Regions from separate parts of the Gasterosteus aculeatus genome. Here region 1 is linked to region 2. The links are chromatin contacts, called in public Hi-C maps. All regions are on one chromosome and are shown on one strand. Each heading gives the region's core, a stretch centred on a gene start, on an enhancer-like site or on the middle of the called end of the contact. The rest is flanking DNA. Distances are from core to core; before and after follow the strand shown. Region 1 has its middle 30 kb from the start of sema6cb. Region 2 has its middle 7.8 kb from the start of LOC120811031.

What was found. Hi-C and Micro-C count contacts between places; a contact is called where the count stands out from the background.
Region 1: a Hi-C map of skeletal muscle shows a contact between it and region 2, with 3 times the contacts expected there. The contact joins two enhancer-like sites. A contact is called at or near these places in 2 of 6 Hi-C or Micro-C datasets (skeletal muscle and whole body).

What each region holds. Positions count from the first base shown.
Region 1 is chr20:3,578,066-3,583,048 of fGasAcu3.hap1.1, reverse strand. No RefSeq gene overlaps it. Among protein-coding and RNA genes, the nearest start is that of sema6cb, 30 kb to the right of the region's middle. Within about 2 kb of position 2,913, at least 1 of the 9 cell types and tissues checked has open chromatin away from gene starts, as enhancers often do.
Region 2 is chr20:3,477,093-3,481,882 of fGasAcu3.hap1.1, reverse strand. No RefSeq gene overlaps it. Among protein-coding and RNA genes, the nearest start is that of LOC120811031, 7.8 kb to the right of the region's middle. Within about 2 kb of position 2,247, at least 1 of the 9 cell types and tissues checked has open chromatin away from gene starts, as enhancers often do.

The DNA.
Region 1 (4,983 bases), core at 1,664-4,163, 100 kb before region 2:
ATCAGCAAACTGGCTCGGTTCTAATGTCAACGACTCCAGCAAATGTTTGTTTCTAATGCTTCCTGTGTTTTGTTTGTAGCTTTTTTTTTAATCTGTATTCCGCAGCCCGGATCGTAATATGTAGATCCCAACTTTTTTTGTTTTTTTGTGTCGCTCACTAGTGTTTTTTTTTCTTTAAATCAGAGACTGCCTGTTCACGATACACTATCACACACTCGCGCTTTGATTCGTGCAGCCGGCTGAGCTTGCTCCCCACAGGGCAGCTTGGAAGGGGGCATGCACAACACAAAGGAGCTCTTGAAAGGCAACCCCCCCCCCCCCCCCAAATGACTCACCCGAAAAAAAGCAAATGGAATTCTTGTCATTTTTCGTGCATATTTCATGTAAAGAAGTAGCTAATGCGGCTCCGTATGTGCGCGGATTTCCAGCGTTTTACAGGATTATTAGTCGATGACTAAGCGCTTAGATCCTCCATTCAGCCGCGTCACCCACCCGCCGCTGGATCCTGTTTATTTTCGAAGGCCCTGGCGCTCGGGAGGGATGGTATTAACCCCCCCCGTTCAGATTAAGGTAATTCAGACACCACACGGTTCCATTCTCCCCGCCGCTGCGTTTGCAAAGCGGACGCCGCGGAACCCGCGGGAAGCAGCGTCCCCGTAAAATGGCCCGCGGGCCCACGTACGTACCGGCTATCGATTTGTTCAAGTCTTAGTCGGCTGCGGCTCGTTGCTCCAAATGAGCGCTTAATCACTGGGTAATGAGCGCAGGTCTCCCGCGTCATCGATCAGCCGGCCAGGCTGAAAGCGCCCCCCCCCCCCTTTCCCGCCAAAATCGCCCGGCCTTCCCCGCCGCGAGAGGAGGAATTAGCGGAAAGTTAGTTTCCAAAAGTAAAGGCTCATTAACGGCGATTCACGCGAGACACAATAAAGGAATCGGCAGAGGCTGAGAGCAATGAAACTAAAGCGTTCTCCCCACCAAGCTAATTTAAGTCACATTCGTACGCGCCGACCAACCCCGCCGCCAAGTCGCAAGTCAAACTAATTCCGGGAGGTGTCGGCTCAAACGCTGGCCGCGGTGTAAACGAAGGCGGCCATGGCGACCTCACACGAGAACTATTACCGGGGCCTTTTCTCATCTCGTCGGTGAACGGAGCGCTCCCGTCGGTGAAGAGATGCCATCCTCGTGGTGGATGTGAGCGGTGAGGCTGCGATTAGGATTCTATTAATAAAAATCAACGATTATATAACCGTCGTATGCATATTCGGTCGACGTCCGCCAACCACATTCCCACCTCCACTGCAGCATCCCCCCCCCAAATCTCCCATCTCCATCTTCGTTGCCAAGCGCTCGTTGCCGTGGCTTTTTCTGTGCTTGGCTCTGAATTAAGCGGCGTGGGCGGCACCATAACGTCCCTTTCTCCCTTTCTGCGTTTTCCAATCGGGGGAACTTCTCGTTTTTGTGTTGTCTGCTCGGCCGCCACCAGCTTGCGCCGACAGCCCCCTCCTTTTTTTCCCTCCCCGAAATTTCCAGCAACCGACGGGCTTTTCGTCGCCGCGGTTCTGACACACGTTGGCCTCGTTTGAGTTGGCAGAAAAAGAAGCCGGAGGATCTGGTTAGTCCGCCACCGGCAGAGAGGACGAGTTCTCTTCCTGACTTTTTTTTGTTCGCTCTTAATAAAATAGAAAGTTCCCGCTTTGTGCACTTTTGAGATAAGAACACTCTGACGCTGTAGCGTCGGGGCCCGCGCGGCCGGTCGGGATGCAGAACCGAGTGAACGCCAAAGACGGACTCAGCTCAACTGTAAAATGTTTCTTTTGGCTCGACCATGGATTTGAAATGGGACCGTATGGAAATGCCGTGTCACAAATGATGTTTTTAAACTGGAACATCCGTTTCGAACGTGAATCACGTGCTTCTCCTGCATTAATAAATGACGGGTAACTAAAGAAGAGCAACGTTGCGTCCTCGTGGAAGTCATTTTGTTGTCCCGCTAAAAGAAATCCCGATGTCCAATGTCCTTTTAAGCTTTTAAAAGTAAGCTGCAGGTTGTCAGAGTGGGTTAAGAGTTAATGGCAGATCGAATATCGATACTGATATGATATTTATGTTATACATTTCTTTTACTTTCCTCTTCTGATGTGTCGGGCTCACATCTCGGCTCAAGCAATTGGCACGACTGCTTTGGGGGGGCGGGGTACTATAGAAGTAATTCAGAGTTATGATCATGTCTCATTGTTTCTTCTTCGAAAATGAGAATTTTCATGGCCTTGAAACATGAAATGAAGCAGGAAATTAAAAACCTAAGATGAGCCTTTTCTCTCCTTCCTCGTCGCTCCTTAACGCCCTCGTCCCGTCCGTCCTCTTTCGCTCTGCACGCGCCGCGAAGGTGACCGGTAATCGCGTATTTCCATCTACTCAAGAGATCTGGTGCCCTTTTTGACAAAGCGCCTCCCCCGGAGTGTGGTGTGGCGCGTGGGGACCCTCGGCGTTACGCAGGGGGGGAGTAGGGGGGGCGCGGCTCATTCCCCCAAAAAACAACAACAACAACTTGCAACGTGTTAAATGTAGAATACGCAGCGCCTTTTCTTTTTAAGCTGTGACTCTGAATCCGTGAGCGTGTGTCCGGGGGTGGATTTCGTCTGCTTCTTAATCTACACTTGCTCGCACGCTATTATTTGTGTGTAAATTTCAGCGGCCGCCATATGTGCGCTGGAGATTTGGCTCGGACCAGATAAGTCTGCCCGTTCCGCACGCAGCTCGGCCATTTTCCTCCACTTCTCAGAACTCCGGGCTCTTTTCCATCCCGTGGAGGCTATTTTTAAGTAGCTCTTTGGGGGGGGGGGGGGCTCTTCAGCTAGTATCATATACAAACTCGAAACTGGGCAGCGATCCAGGGTGAGTTAAACACGCCTCCCCCATGTGTGTCTCAAGTTATTAACCACGTGTCGACTCACCCCTGCAGCTGAGTGTGTGTGTGTGTGTGTTTTAATTCAGTCAAAAGCATCGAATTCTCCCATTTGAGAAGCTGAAAGCCGGAACCTGAACAATAACGCGATGACTTTGATTGTACTGATGTATTAATGGACTTCCGGCGAGCAAACTCTCCTCCGATGAGTTTTTTAAATCACTCACAACTTCATCGTCATCGTGATCAGCACAGATTTCCATTTATCGGTTATTATCCCTTGAATAAAAGATAAGCAGGTGACCATAAAGTCCCTAAAAAAAAAAAAGGATAAATGAGGAATTTCCAGAGGGGACGTGGACGTGATGGTGACACGTGTGCGCTCCGTGCCCCGACATGTGCTCGGGAGACTCGGGTCAGTCGCTGCGACGAGGCGGCCCATTCACCGGGAAGATATCCTTAATTAGCCTACGTTCTTTTAATTAAGCAGCCAGCAGAACGTCTGTGTCCGTTTGTCACCCCGGCTGCTGCTCGGGCAGAGCTGGCTGAAAACAAGCCCCCTTTTGTCTCCCAGGGGTCCCCGCTTCCCATTCTATTTCCTCATCGACTCAAATGTATTTTCTCCTCCCCTCCTTTTGAGATTAGCATGACAATGCCCCCCACAGAAGAGCTATCGCCGGGGCGCCTCGTCGCATTCACCGCGTGCGAGGTTATTACCATACTGACTGCACCATCCGTTAAGCCAACGGCCAGAATTCCGACAGTTATCTCCAATATCGTATAGCGACTGTCAATCGCCTCGGGGGCACACCGGCGAATTACAGCTTGTGTCTTGCTCCTTGGAGTCCGGATCGCTGCTCCCTCGAGTAATTACGCTGTGCTAATTCTGCCCCCGCGCGACGGAAACGACACTTCCCGACTGTTCGGATGTCACGGGGGGGGGGGGCACCCACGGACCTCAGGCACATCCTTCATTCAGCTAGTCACTGAGAGCAGGCGGGGGCTTAGCTGGAACCTGTGGCCCTGTGTCCACAGAATGTGGGGGGGGGTCGGATGCGGGTCAGGCCGCCGTGACCTCCTCGGCTGGATTGATGGTGTCGGAGGTGGGCGGGGTCAGGTGGTCGACGCAAGGGTTCCGTTAGCAGTCGGCAGCGGAGCACGCGGACTAATCCCCGTCACGCTCTCTGAGGAGAACCCCCACCCCCCCCACCCCCGCGCGCCGGGGGTCAGGGGTCATGCGTGTGTCTCGTCCCATCTCTTTGGCATGACCCAAATGGTGATTGATTGTGTGTGTGGGGGGGGGGGCAGGACGCCTCGTGTTTTCACTTTCCCCTGAAAGCTGAGACGCCGGGTCACGTGATTTCCCCCACTGAGGCGACAGCTGAGCGTCTGCCCGATGATCGCCGGGGGGTTGCGGCCGCGTTCGGGTTCCAGGCCAAAGAGCCCCGGCTCCTCCGCCGGATTCATTAGCGGCGGCGCGCGGCAGCCGTCGACTCGCCCAATTAGCGCGGTTCAAAGGGTTTGAGGTCAAAATCAGCCGTTACACACACACACACACACACACACAGGGTCTAAGTTTGTTTAGTTTTGGCCACCAGTTGAATCTGTACTCAAACTTGCACTAAACGAGTTAACTGCTGAAATGTTTCGAAAGGGCAAAAGCACATAAAGTCGACATACAGGTTCTTCAGGTTTCATTTTGCAAGAGAAAACAAAGGGCAAACCGTCATCCCTCCGCCCATCAACAGACGCCCTGCGTCGCACGGCGATGACATACAATGAGTTTGGGGTGTACTAGTTCTCGTTTACCTCCAAATGAAGTTGTTTTTTTATAAACTTTTCGCCGCATGTGTTTAGAAACCTCACGTCTTAATGTGACAAGTGAACAAAACAGCTAAAAGACAATGTGCAGTTTTCCCCTTGAGAGTAAAAGTAATTTCCATTTATTTCCCCCCATAAAGATATGAAGCTATGAAACTTAAACCTAATACTCTTCTTTCAACTCCATTATAACAGCTGATGTTTTCTCAATAGTGCTCAGAGGTTTGACTTTTGTGTTGTCAAAACTGTTCACATAT
Region 2 (4,790 bases), core at 998-3,497:
TGTGCTCCCCTGTTTTTGCCCGCTTCACCTCTCTCGGCCGCCCACCTGCTCACGCTGAGCCCCCCCCCGACCCCCACCCCCCCCCCTTGGCTCGCACTGATACTCAATTAGTCATGGAACAACGCCGCTTCCGCCGGACCAACGATCCGCAGCGACAGCAGAAAACCTGCCTGCTTCTCTCTTTCCTCCCCTCGCTCCTCCTCACCGAGGCCCTTCTTCATCCCCGCAAACACGCCTCAAAATGGCAAATCATTAGTGCCGTCGACGGGAGATCGAAGAAGTGTCGGTTTTTGAGGAATGTAGATTTCTCTCCCTTTGTCAGCTTAAAATGAGTTAGGGGGTCGCGTGTGTGTGTCTGTCTGTGTGTGTGTGTGTGTGTGTGTGTGTGTGAGACAAGAGCTGCACCCCAGGATTGATTTGGAGGACCCACCTCATTGGTTTCTGTCCTCGCCGCCCGTTTGCTTCCTCGTCTGATGAATCAACAGACGTGCATCACATGAGCCGTGTTGCTATCACACGGGGGGAAAAATGTTTGCTTCATGAACATCTGATTACTCCTTGTAGTTCGCACAGTTGGCCCCTCGTGTGCGAATCAGGGGCTTTTGTCAGAGCGGGACACCGAGCCTCGAAGCAGTGAGCTCCTTTCTCCGAAGGCTCCACTTAACACCCAACGAACGTGGCCCCTCACATGAATATGTGTCTCGTGAACGCGTGGTGCTCCTCGCCCCCCCCCCCCCCGCCCATCCCGCTGCCCGACGGAGCTTTTTCTCGCCTCTCCGCTTGTGTTTTTTGGAGCACATCCGACGTCCTGCGCTGCTCTCGTAAACTCGCAGCTGTTTCCTGCTTCAAGTAAAAGCACCGATAAACCTTCGGCGCTCAAGCTGCCTTATCGCCAAACCGTAGACAGAGCGAGCGACTAGCTGGTGAACAACGTGGAACATGTGGCAGCTAAAGAGCTCCTCCTGCTCCAGATGAGGCCCGTTATAGCGCTCGCATCCTTGGATGTCGGCTGCACGCGTTTTGTTTGCAGCTTCTGTCATTTAAGCTCCAAGCCGTTTGATTGCTTCCCCCGGTGCTGATGACGTCGTCTCTAGTGGTTGTGTCTCCCAGTCTCAGAGCGATTTTGAGGAAGAAAACCGGGGCCAGTCGCGACCGCGCAACCCCGCGGGTGTCGGCTGTGCCGTGTGTGACCTGGCGACTCACGGGGTCAGAGTTCGCGTTTGGTTTTCTCGCGGGAGAAGAGACAAAAGAAGTTGTGGCTCCCATCTGTGTTTGCCATCTATTTCCCCTCTTTGCAAAATTGAAAAGGCACGATATTCATTGCTGAAGAATGTGCATTCCTTTGTGGACCAGATATCATCAAATAAATAATGTGTTGCTGACAAGTGAGGAAAGACAGAGCTTCTTTGTAGCGGCTTCGCGGTGGAAGACGTCCACATGGTCCTTCGTAAGAGCAGCGGGAAAAACAGCGATAACGTAACGCGATAATTAAACTCCAATTACACGGTAAGTGAGAGCGGATGAGAACAACATTGAGACGGAGCTGTTGAGACGAAGACGAGGGCCATGTAGGAGGGGACCGGCGCACTTAGCAGCCTTGGAATATATCAGCGAGGCTCCTGGAAATGGTGCGAATGCAAATGATTGTAGCTGTGCGGCATTGTTAGAGATAATTAAGAACATTATTATGGGTTTGACTGACGTGTGATTATTGAAATCCAAACCTACACAGACTTATTAAAAGTCTTGAAAATGTAGAATGGTTTTTTTATTAAGCTTTTATTTTACTTTTACTTGTTTTTAAGCACCACTTGTTGGGTACAAACGTCACTGAAAGTTTCTCTGTATGTATGTAATGTCTATAAAGATTATTTTCACTCCGACACAGAATGCAGAATGCAGCACGACGAAACCTCGTTTTCGCCTTGAAGGCCAAATTATTAGTTGTATCCATCCATCCATCCATTGTATTGTATTGGTACTAATTTGGCCTCCAAGGCGTCGGACCACATGAAGGCCAAAGGCATCGAGTCATGAGCTGAACTGTGATTTCCCTTCTCGGGGGGGGGTCAGAGGTCGGGAGCGACGGTAAGACCCGGAGAGGCCTTTTGTGTTTGTGCCGTTGGGAGGATGTGGAACAGACGGCGTGCGGTGGAGCATGTGGTCCCTGTCGGATGTGTCCTGTGGCTCAAGGGCCCGCAGTCCTCCCAAATCGAAGACTTGTCCAGCCGTCCTCGGTGGACAAAGAATGCTGAACCACAGCCGCTCACTCCTCCATCACGGCGGAGTCCTCCGCGCTGCTTCGCGTGAAGGGGATTCGTGGCTGCGTACTGACACCCTGCGGCCGCTGACTGGTGGTGCAGGAGGTCTTCATGAAGTCTCATGTGCTTTAATCAGCACTGGGGCATTTTTAACACGCTATTTGGAAGCTGTTCTTAACCAGTGGTGAGGCTATTGTATTGTTTATTTAAATGTAAAGGACTTTGTATCAATGACACAGATGTATTTCAGCAATTTCTCATCCAGGGTTTTTCATTTGTTGGCTTTTCCTGTGCCCATGTGACGGTTTCGGGACAAAGGATGTCGTGTGTCCTCTGAGGCAAATTTGTAATTTGCGATTTTGCGCAAAATAAAATGAATTGAATTGAATTTGCACAGTGCCACTTACACACAGTGCATGATATATACGGTAGGATGCACAATTATTTAACTCATTTTCTATTTACAAATTATCCTTGATGTGCATCAAATAATCAAGACGTCGCGAGTCATTCATTAGAACACAAACCAGTGGACTAAGTTGCTTGGCTCTTTTTATTCTCTTCCCTTCAGGCTGGTGAAGAAGATGCACTTGACATTGAGTGGCAGCATGAGATGAAGGCTTTCTTTACACCGGAGGAAGCGGAAGGTGCCGCAGCATTAACCCCTTTAACCCCAACCAAACAAACCTTTTTAAGCCCATTGAAAATGTGGAGTTAAATTTACACTGCAGTGCTGACTATGTAACATCGTACACACACATAGCTTGCTGATAGATGTTGACTGCCGTTGTTGTTGCCATGTATGTGTGTCTCTTCTCACGTGTCCTGCATCTTCACCTTCTCATCCTGCATCAAAGCAGGATAAAACCGCAGAGGCCCGTTCGTCCTCTGCTGTTTTCAGGACGTCCCTGAGTCCCTTTCCGTGATCTCAGGCCTGAGGGAATCGAGAACTCGACAATTAACTCATTCATCTGATGTCAATTTGTGATTTTTTGTAGAAGCTTTTCACTTTCTTCCTCTCCTGCTTATTTGAAATCAATCTCAAAGTCACATCTTTTACATTTTATAATAATCCATCAGAGGACAAAACATAAATGAATCGTTTTTATTACTTAGACACTGATGTGTTGATAACAGACTTCACTAGTTCCTGGACTGAAGAGACGAGACTGCAGGTTAAAATCTGCAGCTACGTTAAGATAATGCACCTTGTGAATTTGGCCTGAAAGTGGCATTATCTCCATTGCGCGCCACCACAAAGCGGAAATCCTCCTGAGAGGAATGAAACGCACACACGCAAGCAAACACATAATGCTCCTGCAAGATTATTCTCTGTTCCAAATTGGATTAGCAGAGAACGCTTCTGCAGGCAATTAGTTTGAGGGAGTAAGATGAGCTGAAGGAAAGCATAAAGCTATTAATTAAAGCCCGGGGTGGGGGGGGGCACTGAGTTCATACAGGAGTGACGAGAAGAGGTGTCAAGCAAAAGAACCCATCGGAGGAGGAAACCAATCTCTGCCTGAGCTGCGCTCTCAGTACCCTTCATGGCTGACTTGGACGCTTGCAGGGAGACACTCGGGGGGGGACTTCAGCTTCACGCGGAGTCTTCAAAGTATGTGGTAGACGTGTTTTTCCTCACGCTTAGCGGCCTCGTTACAAATTTCATTGGAGAGCCCTGCACGCCGAGCGCCCATGAGGGGGACACGGCAGGGAAACCGTGTCCCCGGAGTCAAGAGCTTTCACGCTGATTGTGAACCGCCTGCAAGTGTTGGCCGCACCTTTTTAAATGCAAATGCTGAGTTGCATAACTCTGTTTCCTTTTCTGCAAATACTTGATTCAGAAGAGGGCTTTCAGGGGGGGATTGCAGCCGCCTCAAATGATGAAACCGCTTGTCAGCACTTGTGTGTTGACTCTATGACACGAAATGATAGCTCATTAGTTTTTTCTTTGTTGGGCTCCGTTTAGAGAGCCAAACAAGGCAAAATATAAGGTAAAAAAAAATATATTTGTGTAGTTTCAAACCATTTTCACGTATTGAAACCATCAAAACCCAAATAATTCCCTTTGTAGAAAGAGATTAAATGTAACTATTCTCATACGTTTTGTCTGTATGGATTTTGCTACAACATGTAAAATGTGACTTTGTTTCCAGCCTTGTTATGTATCATTTTCAAACATTACACTCGTAAACTGAGCAACACGTGTGGTTTAAGGTTTGCGCCGCTCACATCATTGTGGATATTTCTGACTCAGTGGGTCAAAATGGTTGCTTTTCTTCTCAGTTGAAATGAAAATATGAGTGAAGACGGAGGAGGTTCCTTCAGCTGGGCACCAGTTGGCTGGGTTTGACCTCCACAGTGTGGGCCGGGACGGGGGGGGGCGATCATCCAAGTCAGTGTTGAATGATCAAATGTGGCATCTTGTTCACTTATTCTTTTTACCAAATTGTTTCTGAATTTAATCCTCATTTTGTCTTTTGACAAAGTGCCTGTGCAGCTGTTGGACGTTTGAAAGGTTACATTTAATTA